Regions from separate parts of the Mus musculus genome. Here all the other regions are linked to region 2. A link is a contact called in public ChIA-PET and promoter capture Hi-C data. All regions are on one chromosome and are shown on one strand. Each heading gives the region's core, a stretch centred on a gene start, on an enhancer-like site or on the middle of the called end of the contact. The rest is flanking DNA. Distances are from core to core; before and after follow the strand shown.

What was found. Promoter capture Hi-C pulls out the DNA fragments that hold promoters and counts their contacts. ChIA-PET counts read pairs in DNA pulled down with a chosen protein or histone mark. Capture Hi-C pulls out chosen DNA fragments and counts their contacts.
Region 1: a contact with region 2 is called in a promoter capture Hi-C map of stem cell-derived epiblast-like cells, with 2.9 times the contacts expected there. The contact joins the promoter of Ndrg4 here to the promoter of Katnb1 in region 2. A contact is called at or near these places in 1 of 39 promoter capture datasets (stem cell-derived epiblast-like cells) and 1 of 484 Hi-C or Micro-C datasets (palatal mesenchyme).
Region 3: a contact with region 2 is called in an RNA polymerase II ChIA-PET map of memory CD8 T cells, with 7 read pairs. The contact joins the promoter of Cpne2 here to the promoter of Katnb1 in region 2. A contact is called at or near these places in 5 of 39 promoter capture datasets (fetal liver, hippocampal neurons, liver and 2 more) and 1 of 115 datasets of contacts at active chromatin or transcription factors (memory CD8 T cells).
Region 4: a promoter capture Hi-C map of adipose tissue shows a contact between it and region 2. The contact joins the promoter of 9330175E14Rik here to the promoter of Katnb1 in region 2. A contact is called at or near these places in 4 of 39 promoter capture datasets (hippocampal neurons, liver, neutrophils and 1 more), 1 of 115 datasets of contacts at active chromatin or transcription factors (effector CD8 T cells) and 2 of 9 other capture datasets (adipose tissue and liver).

The regions. Positions count from the first base shown.
Region 1 is chr8:95,676,169-95,681,587 of GRCm38.p6, reverse strand. Ndrg4 (N-myc downstream regulated gene 4) reads right to left here and starts at 3,316. Exons shown (of 17, transcript NM_001372423.1): 1 at 3,205-3,316. The coding sequence starts at 3,241.
Region 2 is chr8:95,078,323-95,083,624 of GRCm38.p6, reverse strand. Katnb1 (katanin p80 (WD40-containing) subunit B 1) reads right to left here and starts at 2,424. Exons shown (of 20, transcript NM_028805.2): 1 at 2,321-2,424; 2 at 732-1,027. The coding sequence starts at 771.
Region 3 is chr8:94,530,101-94,535,558 of GRCm38.p6, reverse strand. It overlaps Cpne2 (copine II), which reads right to left and starts at 2,531. Exons shown (of 16, transcript NM_153507.2): 1 at 2,366-2,531.
Region 4 is chr8:94,431,217-94,436,672 of GRCm38.p6, reverse strand. It overlaps 9330175E14Rik (RIKEN cDNA 9330175E14 gene), which reads left to right and starts at 1,570. Exons shown (of 3, transcript NR_015514.2): 1 at 1,570-1,837; 2 at 2,197-2,446; 3 at 2,527-3,546. It also overlaps a transcript of Nlrc5 not described here.

The DNA of each region.
Region 1 (5,419 bases), core at 2,067-4,566, 600 kb before region 2:
ACTCCTTCACTGTGGGTCGCTCTTTCCCACTTTTGAGGTCTGACTCTCCACCCCAAGCTGCTAACAAGTCTGGAGCTCAGAGTCCAGCACTGCCCAGGAACAGAGATGCAGAGAAGACCCCTGAAACTCACATCCTCTGGGGTCAAAACTGCCTGCTGCCTCTCTTCATCTGTGGCAAGACCCACTCCCCACCCCCACCCCCCGACCCCATGCAGGGAGTCAGGAAGCTTCCACAAGCAGCAGCAGCCACCTGGGAACCTCAGGTTGTCTTCTGTTTTCCTTAGGACACTGGGCCCAGGCACGACAAATCAATGGCATTCTCTGATCCCCACAGGAGGGGCACTTGCTGTGGACATCAGGCCATTAGGGTCCAACCTCGCATGAGAGAAACTGAGGCCTAAACAAGCTCCCCAGAAATATATCTCAAAGAGGTCTGCTGTGCAGAGAACCCAATAAGAGGGCTAGGATATCCCGGAGGGGACAGGAGCCCTCAGAGCACTGAGGAATGAGCTCAGAGGCAAAGGGAGATGCTACCAGATGCTGCAACATTTGATAAGCATGCTCACATGAAGTGTGCAATGGTTTAGTCCAGCGCACAGTTGAGCAGGCAGAAGGCCATGGGTGCATCCCTCACGTAGGACATAGGTTCATCCACTCTCAGCTGTTCATATGTGGGAGAGTGACCAATCCTGTTGGCAAATAGGTATGATGGTAAGACGGATGCTGTAAAAACTACTAGAAACCACCTCCTAGGGCAAGGATCTGGAGTCCTCTCCAAGAGCATCCTGGGGACACAGCCAATGAGCAGGATGCATGAGCTTAGAGCAAACCAAGAGGTACTGAGCACGTGCTGAACTCTCAGCACAGTAATCACCCTGTTACCTGCACATCGCTCCATAGAGATAAGTAAAACATCTCCCAGTTGCCTGTGAGCAGGGGTAATGTGGAGTGTGTGTGGCAGATCCCAAGTCCTTACAAGCCAATGCGCCAAGGCAGGTAGAATCCTTCATTACCAGAAAAAGGAGCCAGAGGGGAGATAGACCTCTATGGTTCCAATCAAATATGTTACTTGCTCTGTTTCAGGAGGCCCCATAATATCTCTTAGGTGTCTTTAACCTCCATCTTATGAATGAGATGAAGGTTAAACGACCTGTTTGTTTGAAATCACAACCAGCTGTGGCTGGCGTTTGAATCCAAACCTATGAGGCAGGAAGAGGACACAAGGAGTTGGGGGTGGTGATGGGGGGGGGGGAGGCAGGTGCATGAAGGAGAAGGGGTGTGAGCTCACCGCATAGCCCAGGCTGGCCTTAAATTCGCCATGCTCATGTTTCAGCCTCCTGGGTGCCAGGATTACAGTTTCACAACACCATGGCTTGCCCACAGCTGGGGCTGCTACACCGGCAGCTTCTGACAGTGACAGAGTCCTGTTGGAAGCCCCGCCAGAGGTTCAGAAAGCCTGCCACAGCACAATGAGGGCCTGAGGGAACATTGCACATGGACTCCAATCTCCAGACCCTCACAGGGTATCGTCCATTCCCTCTGAGGGCCAGATGGGCGTGAGAGGACCTGGCTCTGTCCTCCAGGTATAAATCCAAATCCCAGCCTCTACAGATCCCTCTTCCAGTCTGAGGTGGGGAGTGGGGCTAGCCTGCTGCAGCTCTCTGTTGCAGGTGACTGCAATAAGGAAAAGTTGAAGGGCAATGGCAGGTGCCAAAAACCACCCGCCAGGCTTTCCCAGGCTCCAGCAAATCTCCACCTGCCTTTCTCTATGAGCCCAGCAAGACCCACTGTGGTTTAGCACACAGCCCAAACCCGAATCTGGCCTACTTTCCTCCTATAACACCCCAACACACACACACACACACACACACACACACACACACACACACGCTTGCACACATACATGCTCACACACACTCACAGCCCAAACCTTCACCTGGCCTACTTCCCACCTATACCTCCATCCACTACCATTCCCAACACACACAAACACACACACACACACACACACACACACGCGCTTGCACACATACATGCTCGCACACACTCACAGCCCAAACCTTCACCTGGCCTACTTCCTGCCTATACCTCCATCCACCACCACTCCACACACACACACACACACACACACACACACACACCCTCCAGGGCCAGGCCACTCCCAGACTAAGTCACTCAAGACTCTAGGGCACATGCAGAACACCCTTTGTTCCTCCAGCTTAGAACGTGACCTCCCTTTTCCATGAACAGAAAGTTCTACTTTCACTGTCTGGGTCTTCAAAGGCAGCCACTTGCTCTAATCTCTGGGTCCTTTCAGATCCCTACCCCATATCCCATTCCATTTCCTGAGTGTACACACACACACACACACACACACACACACACACACACACACACACACAGAGCAACCCCTTCCTCACCTTACAGCGGCAGGACCCCAAGTGCTGAGAAGCATCTCTTGGAATATGTTCATTAGGGATACATGGGTGTGCACCTGACAAGGGCTCAGCATGGTCCAGTGAGATCTGGACAGGGGCTGCTCCCTCCAGCCCAGGTGCCCACCTCCCCTCTGAGAACGGAAGCCTCCACTGATGCTGGACTTCATGTATGAGGAACATGTAACCTTCCGATAGATACCTGGCTTCTGTCCTTGCTCCCTTTCCCATCTCCTCTAGGCATCCAGTTTCTCCAAGGCATTCCAGCTACTGGCCCCAGGATGCCCTCAGAGGGACATCTAATTTCTTCTCTAGAGCGGGCCCAAGGTGGATGGCCTGAGCCATCACGGTTCAACCTAGCTTCCCATCTTCCTAGTCCACTTGACTCTACTTCCAGCAAGAAACTTCTTCCCAGAGAGAAAGGTGGCTCTGACCATCACAGAAAAGAGGAGGCCCTTACACAGGTTCTCCCAGCTCCCCCAGGAGGCCCAGGGCTGCTTTCTCTGGGGACTTGGGATATTTGATTGGAAAACTCCGGAGCTCCCCTGGGGTTGCTAATCGGAGCTCCGTCGACGGGACACCACAGGGGGCCTCTGTGGAGCTCCACCCTCCCAGACGCCGGCGCTCGCGGCTCAGTAGAGCCCGGCATGCTTCAGGTTTCGCTCAACTGGGAACGCGCACCCGAGAGCGCCCCTTCCAACCCGGGCCACCGCGCCCCGAACCCGCTCCAAGTCGGAGAGCGGCAGCGGCGAGCGGCAAGCCTCGGTACCTGTCAGCAGTTGGAGCCTGTGTCCCAGCACCTTCATCTTGGCGACGGTGGAGCGCGCTGGGCCGCCCGGGGCGAGGCGCGCAGTAGCCGCAGAGAGGAGCGGCGGGATAGCGGGAGCGGCGGGAGCAGCAGCCGGTAGCGCGGTGCGCTCACCGCCCCCTCCAGCAGGGTTTAAAAAAATCCACCAATGGCACAGCCGCGCACCCCAAAAGGCACCCGCCGCCACCTGGCCGTGGTGAGCGCCGGGGGGGGGGGGGGGGAGTGTGACACCGCGCGGGAGGGGCCCCTCGCGAACAAAGACGCCTACCGCCCCCAGACGTCGCGGCCGGACGGGCGACAGCCGCGGTCTCGGGGGATCCGAGCCAAGAAGGCTGGGAGACAGGGCGTCGCCCTCGCGTGGGGGGCGGGGGGAGGGAAGGTGGCCAGGGCGTGAGGGTGGTGGAGAGAAGGTGCGGGACTGCGGTGTGGCTGCGCCGAGAGGGGATCCCAGGGGTGAGGGCGCGGCGACTCACCCAGGCTGCCGAGCGACACGGTCGCGGAGGCGGGAGCCGGGCCTGGACGCCTCCGCCGCCGCCACCCACGAGCGGTGCAGGTTCCCCGCACGAGCGAGCCCCGGGAGCTGGGGGCGGGGCGCCGCGCAGCGGGGGCGTGCCCACGTGGGTGGGTGGGCGTGGGGCGCGCTGCGCGTCCCGCTTGGTGGCTGGAGCTGGACTGTCTCGGGCTGTCTCGGGCTGTGGGAGTGGGCGGGAGGCCCGGTGAGAAGACCCACAGGCCGGGGCCCAGATGCAATCTGCAGCGCCTGACCTCCCAAAGAGGGTCCCGTCTCTGTCCAGCGTTTCTCGGGGAGCGCCAGAGACTCCCACGGGGAACCTTGGCTCACTCCCACCACCTCTACCTCTCTTCCCCTCCAGTCCCCACCCATCCGTCTGAGGGGACACCCTGGGGAGGTTGGGGAGAAGCTGGGGTTCAGTGGTCCAGGAGCCAACATTCCCCCTGTTTGCAAAGTCTGAAGGTTTCTGAGGAACTCAGGCAACTTCCTGGCTAAGATGTTCTTTCTGTCCCCACCAGGGCCCCACCCACACGGTGGCCACAACCTATTCCCTGCAGGTCACCCTCCCGGAGCAGGAAAGGAAAGGGACTCTATCCTCCTCGATCTCACTGGTTCCTCAGGAGGGTCAGAGGCCCTGAAGTCTCTCTGACTCCCCAAACCCTGAGCATCACCAACCCCGAAGTTGGGACGAGATAAGAGGTCCTGGTGACTCATTCCGTTCAGGCCCTGTGTGTCCCTTACCTTTTCCTCTGGGTTCCTGTCTTGATGGCTCACAGAGAAAGTACACTAGATCAGGATCTCTCTGAGGCCCTGGGTGCGGGGAAGGAGCATGTCACAAGAAGCCAGCCCACAACACTTCTGACTTTGCTGCCTCTGTAAGAGGTGCTTTGCCCTTAGGCCTCGGCTTCAGGTGGCCACACCTGAAGCAGCAGTAAATTAACCCCACTGCCCGCTGAGGAGGCCGCTGAGATTTTGATGGCTGCAGGTGTGGCACGCAACCCCTGTTTATGTTACAGCTTGTGGCTGAAGGGATTCTAACCAGCCGGAACAAGGCAGACATGACTGGCTGGCCTTGCCCTTCTCCCGCATTCTCCTTGCCTTGCTAAACCCCCCACTAGATTACATTCCTAAAAGCGTGCCATCAGGATCTAGTCCTGTATTTGATCACTTCCTCCTCCCGAGGCTGAGGTCCAGCTATCAAAGTATTGAAGTCTAGCAGTCAAAAGTCCCCTTTGGCTGCCCTAATTAACATGCCCAGTTAAAATTAAACACCCCATCCTAACACAGGGTTCCCCCTTTACCTTTATAAACCGCCATTTTCCTATGGGCCACGTCTGTCTCCTGTCTATCCAGAGACAGTCCTTTGTGCCCCATGTTGTCACACACACACACACACACACACACACACACACCATTCCCCTTCCTCCTCTTCCTTTTCCCCTTCCCCTCCTCCCTCATCCTCTATCTCCTGTCTTTGTCTCCCACCCACTGCTGCCTGTTGTCCCTCTGGGGCAAATCAAACATCCCTCTTGTGAAAACGGGGTCTTGGGGTGTCCTGAGCTGATACGGATCCTTTTAGCGACGTGGATTTGAACGGAGGGTCTTGTGTTGAGACCAAAGCAGCAAGCTCAGAAGCTTAGTTTCTGCACGTTTGGGGAACCCCTC
Region 2 (5,302 bases), core at 1,175-3,674:
GTGCCAGGCAGTGGTGATGCACACCTTTAATCCCAGCACTCGGGAGGCAGAGGCAGGCAGATTTCTGAGTTCGAGGCCAGCCTGGTCCACAGAGTGAGTTCCAGGACAGCCAGGGCTACACAGAGAAACCCTGTCTCGAAAAAAAAAGAAAAGAAAAAGAAAAACAAACAAACAAATAAACAAAAAAACAAAATGAAAGAGCCAGGCATTGTGGCACAGTCCTTTAATCCCAGCACACAGGAGGCAGAAGAACATGTCCCAAGCCAGCAAAGGCTACAGGGATGCCCTATCTCAACAAAGGAAAAGAATCTAAGAGAGTTTAGGCTAAAGAATTCTGAACTATTTTTGCTTGATTTCACTTCAGAGCCCTGCCAGCATCTTTGGGCAACCTCCCCTCCATCCACATCCCAAGATCCTTGCATCTGATGGAGGAAAAGGGACCTGGGACATGTCTGGGGTTCTTGGACCGCCTTTCAGCCTTCCTCGCAACACTCCGCTCTTCAGCTTGACCAGACAGATCTCACCTGAATCTCAGAGCAAGTACCAAGCACAGCTGTGCTTATCTTGCTGTATGGAAGGGTTGCTTAATCACCTGCCCAATGTGATTGACATCTTTGTCTACCTGAAAACAAGGACTGTGAGTCTCTCTTGTGCCAGGGAGAGGAGACAGAGCTGAAGGCTAAGACTACTCAGCTTACAAAACAACAGGGTGATAAATGAAAAGTACTCACGCAACTTCCAGGCTGTCTTGGTGACCACAGGGGTGGCCATGCTTCAGGGGGTGGCGCCTGAGACCCCACCCACAAAACAGATTGTGCTTTCTCTGTGGGGTGGGGGTGGATCCCCCCCAGATCCGACAATCAAGTTGGCAGGGAGTTCCCACACATCCAGGCAGAGAGTCCGCCTCTCCTGGCCCAGGACTGCCTGGTGGTTTAGATCATCCGCTATCAAGCAGCAGCCTGGACACATAGGTCGGGATCCCAGATCATGGAATGTCAGGCTTGGACCATCTCAGCTCAACACTGGGCTAGAATGCAAGCAGAGGCGATGGTGGGTTAGGAACTGCTTGAGACGAGTTACAAGTCCCTGGGTCATCAAGGCCACTTGATACAGACTAGCCAGAGCCTCCAGGGCCTGGAGCTGCAGTGCACACTGGGTCTGAAAACCTGTGACTTAAGAGCCCAAAGATAAAAGACCTTCCCTAGGTAGCTGGGCCTGGTGGCTCACGCCTTTAACCCCAGCACTCAGGAGGCCAGCTAGAAGTAGGCAGATCTCTGTCAGTTCCTATCTCAAAGAAAAGAAGGAAGGAAGGAAGGAAGGACAGACTGACATAGGTAGGTGGAGAGGGGATGGAGAGACTGACTTCTCAGGGGCCTACAGTAATGCTCCTGGATGCTGGGTGTCCTAACTTGCCAACCCAGCACCTGCTATGGGGCAGAGAGGATCACATAACTGCAGTCCACTTGGATTTGCACCCCATGTATTGGATGGGGCACTGGAGTCTGAGGTTATGTTTTGGTGCCCATGAGAGGCATCCAAAAGGCAGAGAGACAGAGAGATACACGGAGACGAACAGAGAGACTGAGAGATAGGCAGACGTTCAGAGAGAGAGAGAGAGAGAGAGAGAGAGAGAGAGAGAGAGAGAGAGAACAGTAAAGGCCTTGGGAGGGGGTGATGTTGAGAGGATTCTGAGGGTCCAATCTTCTTGCTTCCTCCATCACCAACTCCCTGGTAAGGGAACCACGCCCACTCCCTGCAACTCTCAAGGGCATAGCTAGGAATTGAGTCTCCAGTCTAGGTGTGAGTCGGAATGACTCCTCAATTCTAAAAGGCCACAGCGTGGATGGAGCCTTCCACCGCCGCCACGGCCCTTCGCCTCTTGCCCAGGAGCTCTCTCGCTGGATTCTCTTTCTCCTGTTGCCTATGCTCCCGTTCTGGCACATCTTGAGCTTCCTTAGTTGGCCATGCTTCGCCAGACCCTCTTTACTTCTCTTGCCCCGCTGCTATCAGAATCCCCCATTCATTCGCTCTCCTGTTTCTGGAGCCCCGACTCAATACGATCCTCCGCACACCCTCAGCTCTGCTTCCGGCCCACCAGCTTTCCCTCTCCGGCCTCCACACACCCGTCCTGCTCGTTCATCCCAAACCTGCCACCGGTCCCTCAGCTTCGCTTGACCCTCCTCCCGTCTGCCTTGAGGGGCACTGGCTCCAGCCTGTCCTGGCCGAGAGCCTCCTGCCGGCGACCGGACTGTCCCCTCCAGGCTCGGCGAAGACTAGAGCCATTTTCCCTTTGCCTCCAAGACCCCGAGAGCCACTCTACCTGCAGCTGTAGCTCTGGAGGCCAAGGCTTCCCTCCAGGCGCGACCCCCACTTGCCTCCATCCTTTGCCCTGATTGGTCGCTGCTTGACAACCGACCCTCACAACAAAACCTCCGGCCTAGAGTCCCTCCCACTTCACTTCTTACACCAATCAGTCGCCACGGACGCCCCGCCTTCCTCTAGAATTGACCAATGGAAGCAAGCGCTTCCGCCGATTTACGTAACTACCCGCCTCCTTTCCCCGACTCAGACTAATCACGAGAAAGAAGCGCTTACGGACCGCCCTTAGGTCCCAGAAGAACCAATACAGGCTTCTGCGTTCTTAGTCCCGCCCCCAGTCAGGCTTGGTTTTTTCCGCCCTTTTCCTGCATTTCCTGGAACCCGGTTGTGTTTAAAAAATCCGCGAGCTGCACCCGATGGCGGCTGCGCCAATCACTTCAGCAACAGCTCTGGATTGACCAATAAACGTTAGTGTTATTGGAGAACCAGCTCTGAGATAGCCAATGGAAAGGGGACTTCTAGAGTGGTATGAAGTTGCAGATCTTCCATATTGAAACAGGGCTGCCAGGACCCCGCCCTCAGACTGTGAGTGTCGCCCGCGTAGTGGGAGGACTTGGCTCTTACTTGGATCCACACGTCTCCTGGAGTTCGCTGACCTCGAGGGAAACAGAGCTTAGTTACAGTGGGGTCGATGTCGAGCCCAGGAGTTCGTCCCTAAGATCACAGTAGCACAGTGGGATGAGTTAGGCTTGTGTCTGCTCGCCTGCGTGCGGAAGTAAAACTACGGAACCGGAGAAAGGCTAATATCTGTGACAGGACAGACAGGTTGGGATGGGGACAGGCTACATAACCCACCATGAGTTCGGGTCCCCCCCTTACTGAGAAACTCGGTCCCAGCCCTTTGCAGAAATAACCTCCAACTCTGGTCTATCCTACACTCACTCCCCTCTGGTCGGGGCTGCTGCATCTGGCGTTCTCCTCTACACAGTCCGGAACGGGAGGAATTTCCCATTTCTAGACGAGGAAACAGATGCTGTGGTGAAAAAGACCAGACATTTGGAAGATCGGACCCAGGACTTAAACTTTTGTTCTTAAAGGCAAGGCACACAAAGTCCCTATTAAATGCAAAACCTTTACGGGAACAAAAGTCACCCACCAGCCTAATGGGAAGTCGGCCCTGCGTAGAAATGGGTAATTATTAAGAGACCTGGATTTGGAGAATAACATTTGATCAAAACTTTGTACTTTGCTGTTCCCGCAACTTTTTATTTAAAAAAAAAAGTCAAATTCTTCATTTTGACACATTTTGCCTTATCTGCTTTGTTTATACAATTATATGTACATTACAGATCCTAAGACATTTCAGTCATGGCAACACTGAGCCTGAAGATCGTTAAGGGCCCTTAGTCACATAACCAATGTCACCACCCCTGAAATAACTTCATTCTCTAACATGCAGACTATATTAAAATGACTGTCACCATCCCCAATACACATAACTTATAAGCAGGAACAAGACTGGGGATGTAGCTCAGTGATAAGAGAGTCTTGACTGGTATGTAGGAGGCACTAGGTTCAATCCCCAGCACTGGAAATACAAACTACCTAGGACCAAGAGAAATGGCAAGGCTCAGTGGCTAAGAGTGATTGCAGTGCAAGAATGAAGACCTGAGTTCAAATCCTCACGACCCATGTAAAAATCTGGGCATGGTGCATGTGTGCTTATAAGGAGCAGTGTTATAGGGAGCAGAAACAAGAGGATTACTAAGATTGTTGGTTGTCATCCTAACTACGGGTTCAGTGAGAGACCCTGACTCGAGGGAATAAGGTGAAGAATGTCAGAGGACAATGCATAGTGATACAATGGGACATGTGTACACACACACCACACATGTGGGGGGCGGGGCACAGTATCTTTATAGGAACCAGACAAGATTCTGCACTCTTGGCATACTTGACTCTTCTAAGATCATCCTATTTCTGTCTCTTGGATCTCCCACTACCCTTCCTCTCTCTCTTCTCTCCTCCCTCTGTATCAGGGTCTCACTTTGTAGATCAGGCTGGCCTTGGACTGACAGAGATGAAGAGCTGGCATTAAAGGCATGGGCTACCACATGAGCATGCACCCCTGGCTTTAACCATGGGTTTGGAACTATGCATTAAAGCTTACTGGGCTCATCTTTGAGTGAAAACAATGACTGCCCCGCAACCGGAATTCAGCAGCAGCCAGTAATTCAACAAGAAGAGAGCCCCAGGAGTCCCTCCCTGATACATGATTGCCTAACCACTGGCCCAGGTAGTACAGGCAACCACAGCCGCTGTGAGACCTGTCTTGAGTGTGTCATGCCCTGGAGAAGATTACAGGCAAGGTCTTCTTTTCTTCTTCTTCTTCTCCTTCTTCTTCTTCTTTCCTTCTTTTCTTCTTCTTTTCTTTTCTTTTCTTTTCTTTTCTCTTCTTCTTCTTCTTCTTCTTCTTCTTCTTCTTCTTCTTCTTCTTCTTCTTCTTCTTCTTCTTCTCTCCTCCTCCTTCCCCTCCTCTTCCTCTTCCTCCTCCTCCTTCTTGTTTTAATTATTTATGTGTATATGAATACACTGTTGCTGTCTTCAGACACACCCGAAGAGGGCATCTTATTACAGATGGTTGTGAGCCACCATGTGGTTGCTGGGAATTGAACTCAGGACCTCTGGATGAGCAGTCAGTGCCATCTCTCCAGTCCCTTTTATTTTTTGTTTATTTTTTTTTTTAAACAGAGCTTCATGTGACCCATGTAGTTGAAACAGATTCCTTATGTAGATGAGACAGATCTTAAACTCTGATCCTCCTGCTTAGATTACAGGCATGGGCTACTATACCCAGTTTTCTCTGCTTTTTAAGTCTTACTTCAGGAAACATGGATAGCCCCATTTCACAGGTGGTAAATGAAAGAGGAACTTGGATTCTGTCTCTTGTCCTCTAATATCAAGCCGCCTGGTCCTGGGGTGT
Region 3 (5,458 bases), core at 1,282-3,781, 550 kb after region 2:
TTCTTTACACTTGGTCTGAGTAGAACGAACCTTCCTACCCTGGCCTCTCTGCCCCTCGAATGGCCCAGAGGTACCAGCATCTGATTCCAGGACTCGTCTCTTAAGCGCCCCCCCACCCCCCGGCAAAAAAAATTCCAGAAGGAATGTTGGATGCAGTCATGCGAATCAAGTGCAGTAATATTCCCAGGAACAATGGGATGACAGCTGTTCCCAAGTGCCTCCCGCACCAGTCACAGCGCTGACACACAAGCTCCTTGTCATCTAAACGGATCCTCACAACTACCTTTAAGGAAGCACACAATTACCTGGAAAGAGAGGGGGACAGAGAGTGCACGCACACCTCACTATTATACAGATAAACTGAGGCTCCATTTTGACCCTCTTCTTCACGTGGTCCCCTGAGGGTTTTTAATTCTTACGGCACTGGGGGAGGGCTTGAAAGGCAATCACAGACCCTCATGAAGAGCTCTCCACGTGTAAGAATACCTGCCCCGTTTCCTGGCCCTAGCCTTCCTACTGGCTCTGCAAATGGGCTGGTATTGCCGTCGGCCCTCGTTTCACAGATGGAAAAACACCCAGAGCCAAAGGGTGTGTGTGTGTGTGTGTGTGTGTGTGTGTGTGTGTGTGTGTGTGAAGGCATGAAGGCAGGAAGGCAGGAAGCAACAGAGAACTCAAGCATCCATAGCCTTTGTCCCTGGTTTTTCCATGCAGAAATGCATCTGATGAACTCTCCCATTCCAGGGGCTCATTATCATCTGAGGACAGCCCCAGAGTTCACTGGGCCCCCTGCCAAGGTGGCAATAAACTCTCGCTTTAGTGTTTGTGTCTGGTCAGTTTCCAGGAGGCCCAGGAGACGGTCCTACTTTACAGAAACTGGAAATACACAGTTGAGACCACCATCCCACTTCCGGTCACAAAAAGGTGTTCAAGGCCAGGTAAGTCTCTCACAACTCCCATATTGGGACTGTTCACAGGCCACTAGAAATGACAACCCAACCCAAAATGCCTCCCTTCCTGTGGGAGAAGGGCTCTCATCCAATGCAAAAGGCAGCATTCTTGACCTCACAAGGGGAGTTGCAGCCACTTGACCAGAAGTCAGCAAGCAAAGAGCTAGGAGTCAGTAGGCACCTCTGGCCCTGACTGCAATCCTGAAGCATCAGGGACCTTAAATTGTTTCTCCTGGACAGCAGCTTTCCTGACAAGAAGGAAGGATGACCAGGCCCTCCCACTTTGACGAGCCCACGTCAAATCCCTTCTGAGCCCATGGTGAGGGAGCTATATTCTGGAAGAGTTTAGCTCTGCCTGGAAGAAGGCAAAGGGAGGGGATCTCCCCAGGCTGGAAAGCAGGACCCTAACCCTGGACTAGGGAATTCTCAGCAGGAAGCCTGCCTAGCAACAATGCCTCCAAACAAAGATGCGGTAGACACCTCCAGGGGCAGTATAATACTCCTTTCTATCTCTGAGAGGGGCAGTATAATACCCCTTCCCATCTCTGCGTGACAGTTCCACACCCCTACATGATGGTGGTCTGTGGTCAGACAAAACAAAGGGCATCTGGGCTAATTCTCAAAGGCCTTTCCCCTTTCCCCTTCCCCCAGAATTCTTATAGGGCAGGAAGAATCAGAGTACAAGGAGGACCCTTTGAATGGCCACCCAGCTCCGGACTGCTATTGCACCTGTGACCTTGGGCACTCCCAGCCTCCTTTTGAGGTAGCCCCTTATCCAAAGACTAGTCAGCTGTACCAAAGACAGGATTCGGGAAGGGAGGGGAAGAGAAGGAAAAAGGAACATTAGTCTCCTTTATTTTTCCCAGGAGCACCATTGTGGGGATGGGGAAAAAAAGAAGGGCTTCTCGCTTCCTCCTCCACCCCTTGAAACACACAGGTGCCAGACAGCTTTTGCGCAAAAACTAGTTTGCAAACACACTCCGACTTCTGGAACGCCGCCCGGCACTATTCCCCATCTCTTCTCCCCAGTTGGAGCAGGGAGTCGGCCCTAGAGCTGATCCCGAGTAGCGCCAGGTCCTGGTCAGGGTGGGATCAAAGGGCGCGCTCGCCTCCAAACAATTGTGCTGGCGGCTGCGATCGCTAGCCCACAGCCGCCCTCTAGACATCTAACGGTGGAAGAGGGTCTCCTAAATAGCTAGCCAGTGTCCCCGAAGCCGCCCATCCTCCAGCCGCCCCCCGCAGACGGGCGCCCCCGCGTGGCCGGGTGGGAGCTGAGCCCCCCCCCCCCAGGCGTGCTGCGGGGGGCGGCGGCCAGGGACATCGGAGTCCCTTCGGCTGAACCCACTCCCCCTCCAAGCCCCAGGCCGAACTTGAGCGCACACAGTGCCCGGCCCGCCCTCGCCGCGGACCCCACTCACCGCGCTTTCCGCAGCCTCAGCGTGCTCCGGGCCGCCGGGGCATCCCCGGGCGCTGTGCTGTCGGCCGGGCGGCGGCGCGGGACAGGCTCAGGGCGCTACCCGCGCGGCCGTACCCACTCGTGCGCTCGCCCGGGCTGGGGCTGGCCCTCCTCGGGCCCCGGCTGCGGCGCGGGCTCCTCCCTCCAGTCGAGGGAGGATGTGGGCGGGAAGCGGGCGCGAGGCGGGCGCTTCCTGGAGGGGCGGCTCTCCGGGCTAAGCCGGAGCCTGTCCCGCTCCCGGCTGGTGGCCCGCGAGGACCTGGATGCAGCAGGCTGCCACTCCGAGCGATGCCGCGAATTCGCACCCAGCGCCGGGCCCGCCGCTCTGGGCGTCAGGCACCGCCGAGCTCCCCGCGTTGCGCTCCAGTTCAAGATGCGGGGACCCGGGGGTGCGATCTCCTGGTCCGCTAGACCCCCGGGGCGCCGCCCGCGGCTCTCACCCTAAAGCGCGCAGGGCTCAGCACGGAATCCTCGGGGAGACGCCCAGGACTTGCCTCCGAGCTGCGCACAAGAACCGCAGTGTTTTCTTTTTTCCTTTTTTATTTTATTATTATATATTTTTTAATTTCTTTCAATAGCGTTTTCTTGCCGCCTGAGACTGGGAAGATGACACATATTCCCGTGACAAAGACGATGAGATAAAGACGTTCGGAGTGGGGTTTGGGATCAACGGGAGAGTTGAGGCCTCCCCTCTGTGCAGCCAGCTTTTGAACCAGAGGCACCAGTTCTTAAGGGACTGTTTTGTCGCTGGGCAGCTGGTGGTCGCTCAGTGGTATTTTGTACCCTCGGAGCAAGTAAACCACTGGACATTACCACACGGAAGCTCTTTTAACCAGATTCTGTTGTGGGAGGTGTAGGGGGAGACATGGCTGTCCAGAGGTCTTAATAAGCATGGCCAAAGCCCTGGGCCCTGGTGTACAAGTCTCGGGATTGTGGGGCTGAGCGGTAAAGCCTTGCACTGAGGTTGTAGGTTTTCTATTCCAGACAGATAAGAGTTAATGCGGGAGACTCACGCTGCAGCTCTGAGCTCCCTCCACCTCTGAGTCACAGGCACTTTGCAGCCTTAGAAGGGCCCCCACTAAGCAGCCCTAGGGCACAGAGCTTTGTTCTCTCTGCCTGCCTGTCCCCGGAGCTTTCTGCTTTTCTCCAGATTCTCCTCGTCTTCTTGCGCAGAAAGTCCTCCATGCCCTCTGCTCAGCTCTGGGACAAAGCAACCTGTGGCGCCACTTAGAGCAGAGGTAGAAAATGGGGACCGCAACGTCTTCTTCCAGACTGTGAAGCAATGGCAGGTAGAAAAGTAGATGGATGAGAAGTTCAGGATGAAAGGCAATTAGCACAGAGACCCAACTCAGCTGTGGGACTTGACCAGCACTTTTCTAAGAACCCAGAAGAATATGGCGATTGGGGGGGGGTGGGTACGGAGGGGAGGGGAGGGAAAAGATGTCACTAGGTCTTGGTCAGGAGGGCAGAGTACTAAGGTCAGGGGTCACAGCAATTCCATTCCTAAGTACCTACCCAAGAGAAATGAAAATGTTTGTTCAAGCAAAAAGTTGAGCATGAATGCTTGCAGTTCAATAAACATTCTAGCTCAACTTATAGACATAGTTCACTAGAGCCAAAATGTGGGCAAGATCCAATATATACCAGCAGTTCATAGGGGAAAGTTCAGTGCAAAGTCCACACAGTGGAATATTACTCACCCAGGGAAAGTACTGACATATTAAAGTAGGGATAGTTTCAAAGGCAGCTCATCATAAAAGGCCAACTGGATAATTCCATTTTAGAAAATGACCAGAAGAGACATAGCCACAGAGGTAGACAGGGGATTCTAGTCATCCGGGCCTGGGAGGGAGAATGGATGTGGTTGCTCTTTGATACAGGGTTTCTTGGAGGGAAGAAAAAAGGGTTTCAGGGCTGGAGAGATGGCTTAGTGGCTAGGACCACTGACTGCTCTTCCAGAGGTCATGAGTTCAATTCCCAGCAACCACATGGTGTCTCACAACCATTTGTAACGGATTCTGGTGTACCCTCTTCTGGTTTGAAGTGAGGGACAGTGTACTCACATGCGTTAAATAAATAAATAAATCCTGAAAAAAGGTTTCAAAAGTAAGAATTGGATCTGGAATGTTTCCAAAGGCTCATGTGTTGACATTTTACTCTATAAATCATTTCACTACTGGGAAGTACTGGAAACTTTAGAGGAAAGTTACCCAGTCATGCCCCTGAGGATGTGATCTCTCTCAACATCACGAGGTGTGATGTTCTGTCTTCCTGAATGTCCAGTAGTAACAGAGCCAGCATACCATGAGCCAAAACTACAAGCCAGAGGAAATCCTCCTTTTCACAACTGTTTTTCACATCGACGAGAAGTTGACTAACAGTTGTGTAACTCTACAGAAACCCAAAAGGCATGCATACTTTAAAGGGCAAGCGTCATACATGTTGATTATTGTCTTAGTTAGGGTTCTACTGCTATGAACAGACACCATGACCAAAACAACTCCTATAAAGGACAGCACTTAATTGGTGCTGGCTTACAGGTTTAGAGGTTCAGTCCACTATCATCAAGGCAGGAGCATGGCAGCATCCAGCCAGACATGGTGCAGGCAGAGCTAAGAGTTCTACATCTTCATCTGAAGGCTGCTAGTGGAAGACTGGTTTCCAGGCAGCTAAGAGGAGGGTATTAAAGCTCACTCCCACAGTGACACACCTACTCCAATAAGGTCACACCTACTCTAACAAGGCCACACCTCTTAATAGTGCCACTCCCTGGGCCAAGCATACACAAACCATCACAGTTATATCTCCATAAAGCTGCCCTCCAGCCGAGGGCAGAGGTCAGGAGACACAGGTCAAGTGTTGGTCCCAGGTTAGAGTCACTCACTGCATGCCAGATGCAGACAGTGAAAGTGAAGCCGCCTGTGTCTTGAGAGTCTAGAGAATTTTCTGTACAGTTGGAGGCCTGAACCCCATAAAAGGCTCCTGTGGGGCGCATGTAACTCAGCACATGCTTCTGGGGTTTGTTCCCCTAGTGCTGGTTGCCTGGCCAAACTGC
Region 4 (5,456 bases), core at 321-2,820, 650 kb after region 2:
TTTTGCTTGTCTTCTGTAGTAAGGATAGAACCCAGAATCTTCTGAAGCTAGGCAGATCTCTTGCCCTCTCAGCCGTGCCTTCCCCCAACACTTAAGTGTTTGCATCTCTTTTGCCACAATTCTCTGCTGGTGGTAGAGGAGAGATGCTGGGATGATGTATCAGATGTGGTTAAAAAAACAAAAGTTCCATCAAGCGCTGGCAGAAATGGCTTTTTATTTTTTTATTCTCTGCAGTCTGCATCCTCTGAGGATGCTAGTAAAGGGGCCTTCCTCTTTCCGATTGGGACACTTTGGTTGCTGGGATTTTTGTCTTTCAGCTTGTAGTTGCAGTCTCTGCCTCCCCAAGATGGCCGCCTTCCTGAGGTATCTATGTGGATATGCTGATCGCCTCTATTAGTGGGCAGAAGTCTTACTGGGCCCACCCTACAACCTCATCTTAAGTGTCTGCAGTCACCCTGTGTCCAAATAAGGTCACGTTCAGAGGCAGTGGGGATGTCTTCTTTACCCAACACACAGCACAAAATATGGGAGAAGAGAATCTACAGAGTTTTGTTGAACTCTTTCTAGAGGGAAGAGAGAAAGAGAGAGAGAGAGAGAGAGAGAGAGAGAGAGAGAGAGAGAGAGAGAGAGAGAGAGAGCACATAGACATTGACCAGGTACTGCTATCCTCGGGCTGGTCCGGGAACAGGTCTAGGCAGACTTTCCCAACCAAGTGCTTACTAGGCCTAAGCATACTTAGCTTCTGAGATCAGGCCAACCTGTGCTTTCTGGGCAGACCGGACTAAGCAGACTAAGGCACTAAGGCGTTCCCTTAGCTTCGGCATTTGTCCCATCAGGACCCCAGGCTCCTCACACTTGTGGCCGAGGCATTGTTTCTATTTCGTCTCACTCGATTCAGGAGATAAATTTTGAACATAATGTCTGTACTATAGATGGGGAACCAACCTTCCAAGATCTGAAATCGTAACTCATGGTCATGATGCACAGTATTGAGAGCACCCAGAGGTCCTATTCCAAGACAGATGGGCGCTGGTCCTGGAGGCAGGGCAGGCAAGGCATAATTGCTGGTGCTGGTCTGTGGACAGTACACCATGAGGGGCCTTATGAACTTCCAGTCACTCCCGCCCACTCTGTTCTCTGGTGGGAGCTCAGGCCTGGTGCCTTATTTTTGTGGCGCCGGGGACTCAAACCAGGGTCTGCCCTGTCTCTGAGCTACATCCCAGAGGGAACCTGGCAGGTTTCCGGGTTTCCTTTCTTTGCAAGAAAGCGATTCAGGAAGAGAAAGCTGCAGGTATGGCTCAGCTACACCCACCTTTGGTCATTTTCTAGCCTTTTCCCCCAATCATGAAGGTCAATTTTCAAAATACCTTTTCTGTATGAAGCCCCTCCCGCCCTTTTCAGAAGAATCCTGACAATATATACCAATAGTACTGAAGACCCAGAATTCTCCAGGAACCTCCCAGAGCTCCCAGCTCAGCTTTTCTGAGTGGAAAAAAAATGGTTTAAACCCCACGTGGCATTGTGGTAGGCCAGGGACAAAAGGCTGCCCAGGCTTACCCTTGTGACTGGAAAGTTTCAATGATCATTAGAAATACAGGTGATGGACATTCAAGAAACATCGTTCTCTTTTAAAACACAATATTCTGTTTTGTTTTTGTTTTTGTTTTTAAAGATCCCTGTCTTTTTGTACATTCCTTAATATCTAGTATTTGTTCCAACACAATGTTGGTAGCCAGAAGCCACCGACCTGAGGTTGGCAACTCTTAGAGAACGCAGCTTTCCTCTATAGAACAGCAAGTTGCTACGGTTCAGCCAAATTCTATCTGTCTAATAAAAGGTGGGGTTTTGTTTGTTTGTTTGTTTGTTTTGTTGTTTTGGCTGAAAATTCAGAATTATATGTAGCAAACAGGGCGGCTTCTGGATTATTATTAAAGCAAAGGCATTGAAAAGAAAAAAAAAAAAACAAGAAGAAAGTATGGTTGGGGGTGGGGGATGACAAGTGTGGCAGGCACCAGGAGAGGGGGCGCACAGACATACAAAGTTTTTTCCCAAACTGAGCCACTCCCTCCAATTTCTGTGGTCCCCAAATTACAGTGTCCGACTGCATTTTGCTAAGCCACCAGTACCCCAACCCACCCGGGCCCCTCAGTCCGTTTGTCTATCCACCTAGCCCCTGACACCCCCTCCTCTCTCTAGGCACAGATCTCCCTCCGCGCCCCGGCTTGGGCAGGTAACTCACCAGTTCAGCTCCCTCTCCACCGCGCTCTGTGGAAACTGAAAGTGGCCACTGAGCGGGCGCTGTTCGCTAGTTCATAGACTCTACTGCCGCTGCCGAGAAATCACGTGGATTCAAAGTGCCAGCCCCAGGGCGCGCGAGTAGCGTGCCCGGAACCCGCCGCGGCTTGGAGATCGCAGCGGGACATGCCTCTCTGACTACTGAGACTGGGTAAGGTGGGCATCTGCCAGGAAGTGGGTGGGGCCAGAGCGCAGCAGGACCCGCACAACCCTTCTTTCTACACTTCCCAGAGACGATGTAGGATGAAGGCAGGAGGAGCCACTGAGCAAAACTTCGTGGAGTTGGGTCCAGGGTCCAGTGGCGACAGCGGCTCATCACCTGAGACCTGACCTGGACAAGCGCGGCCTCCAGGTGTGTCTCTGCTGGTCCCTGGGTGCAAGGGTTGCCTAGGCTACAGAAGAAAGCTTGGTGCAGGGATAAGGGATGGAAAGAGGTGGGCGGTAAGAAAAGGACTACAGGGCCAGCGTCAGCCCTGGAAAGTTCCTGTCTCTGTTCCAAGTTCTACAACCTGCCCTGCCTCTTGTCTTTGTCCCAGAACAGGAGGCCAGGCTCCTCCTGAGGATGGTTTCTGTGACATCCCACAGTGAAGCAACTTTCCCAGAATGCTCTGGGGGAGGAATGGGGAGACAGTGCATTAGCACTGTAGGGCAGGGTCATCAGCACACCCATGACCCCCAAACCTCAGGCTCAAGTCCTCCTCTTAAGTGCTGGCTACATCACCTTAGGCCAGTGGTTCTCAGCCTTCCTAATGCTGGGACCCTTTAATACTGCAGCCTCACGCTGTGCTGACCCCCAACCATAACATTATTCTCGTTGCTACTTCATAGCTGTAATTTTGCTACTGTTACGAATCATAATGAAATCATTTGACTTGGCAGAGGTTGGGTCCCCCAGATTGAGAAACACTGCCCTAGACAAAAGTCTTGACTCTGAGTTTCAGTTCTGTCATCTGTCCTGAGGACCAGAGAAGGAGCACCTTCCAATTCCTTCAGAAGAAGTTAGAGCAGATGTGCTGTGTGCCCAAAACTCTTAAGAAATCCTTCTACGTTAGTCCCCTTCTTTGGATCTCAAATTCCTGTGACCTTCTAACCTCCTCCCTCCCGGGACCGAGCCGGAAATCTAGAAAGTTCTTGACAGGCAAGAGTGTGTGTGGGGGGGAGTCATTATTATTTTGACTGATTACTTATGTGTGACTCTTAGCTTTCCCAACCTTACCTGGCTCGCCTCTTACAAATAGATGCCTTGTTTTTAGCCAGCCTCCGTTTCCTATTGTCACATGGTGGAGTCCCAGCCTGTGGTACATGGTGGGCTGTCATCTGTTAGTGTGAGAAGAGTTACAGCCCAACAGTAAGGCTCACCCCATATTCTCCCAACCATTATGTGTTGCTGGACCTACATCCTTCCCTGCTGACAGAGGGCTTTCAGTGGACACAGACAAGTAGCCACCACCCAGAAAGACAAGCACGGGCCATATTTAGATGTACTTAAACCCACACAGCCCCATGAAGGATCCAGGCAGAGGTTAACATCTCATTAGATGTCTCATCCAGAGATGTCAAGGTCACACAATAATGGCAATGAGAAACACCGGATCGGAAACCCAGTTCCATGCCTGTTGTGGAAACAGGCCTGCCAATAAGGGTTCTGAGAGAACCATTTCCCCAGAGTTACCCTGTGTTCGGTCTGTGTTATGAAGGTATCCTATGAGCTCAGATGCTGCCATCTTCATGAGACTAGGACATTAGACCCTCTCCTGAGTTTCTGGCCACTCCTCCCAGTCACTTGTGTGCAATTCTGCCCTAATTGCATGAGGCCTCTAGACAGGGCAAGAGTATATAGGCTGGGGAGAACTAGAGGGGAAGGCTCCACCTATACAGCTCTGGGGAAGCCATCAAGCCATCGTCCATGCTGGGTGGAGACTTTCCAGTGTAGCTGCTTTGGGGTCACTGTGCTCTGTAAGTAAGAAAGTACAATAAACTCACTGGTTCCCCGGGGAGAACTGTGGTGAAACGGACTTTTGGGTTGTAATTAGGAGGGGAAGATAGATGCTGTTCACATCTCCCCAGGGAAAGACTTTTCATAGCAGCTCAACCAATGGCTTGAAAACCATGAATACCAGGTTCCCTTGGCTAAAGTACATAGGGTTCTTCTTTGGTGGCTTGCATGATTATCCACTTTGGAGAGCTGGGTCCCTGTGTGTGAGAACTGGCCCAAAGTGCCAGAAGATTGAAGAAGGGTGAACAGACGGAGACCTGGACAGAGTACACTTCACTGGGAACTTACTGCAAGTGTTACAGCTCTGAAGAAAAAGCCTTCCCCAATGGAACAGCTCTGCTCTGAGGGGGAACATTTCCCCAGTGCAACTGTTGCTGCTCTTAAGGCTAAGATATTCCTTGGCAGTTAGGTTTGTGTAACAAACCTCATGCAAGAGGGTATCTGCTATTGCTCAGGTAAGCAGCAACAATACAGGGAACTGAACAGGAGACCTCTTTGTGTGTGTATGTGTGTGTGTGTGTGTGTGTGTGTGTGTGTGTCCACAGGAGATTTCCAAGGCATGGATTGGTGAGATTTCAAGTCAAGCTCAGGGATTGGTGGGATTTCAAGACAAGCTCAGGGATTGGTGGGATTTCAAGATCAGGGATTGGCGGGTTTTGATAGGTTTTCAAACCTGGAAGTGGGCTCGAACCTTTAACCTTACACTTACAGATGGAAATATTAGGTGACTGTAAGACAAGTGGATCCCCACACCCCAAGGAGGTAGAAAGGGTCCTTCATTTGGGAAAAAAAGTCCCCTTTACCTAAGGCCTAATAAACCAGCAGCCTACAGACCAGCAGCCTACGGACCAGAGATGAGAAGATGTACTGCTCAGAGCCCTGGCTGGGGGAAGCACTGTTTGCTGTCTGGAAAGAGCAGAGCCATAGCCTCCAGGCAATGGATTCTAATCAGGTTTGCCAGCATCTGACCTGGGCCAAGGTTGTCCTGGTCCTTAGAGGTTAACCCAATGCACAGCTTCTGGAATGGGGGAGGGGGGCAAAGGAATGGGGGGTGGGCGACACAGAGGAGTAGGTTTCAGAGAGGGTCTGTCTGTTCTGTTCGAACAAGCCTCTGCTCTCTGGGTTGCCATAGATCCTGTTATATGCTCTCTGGGAACCTGTAAGT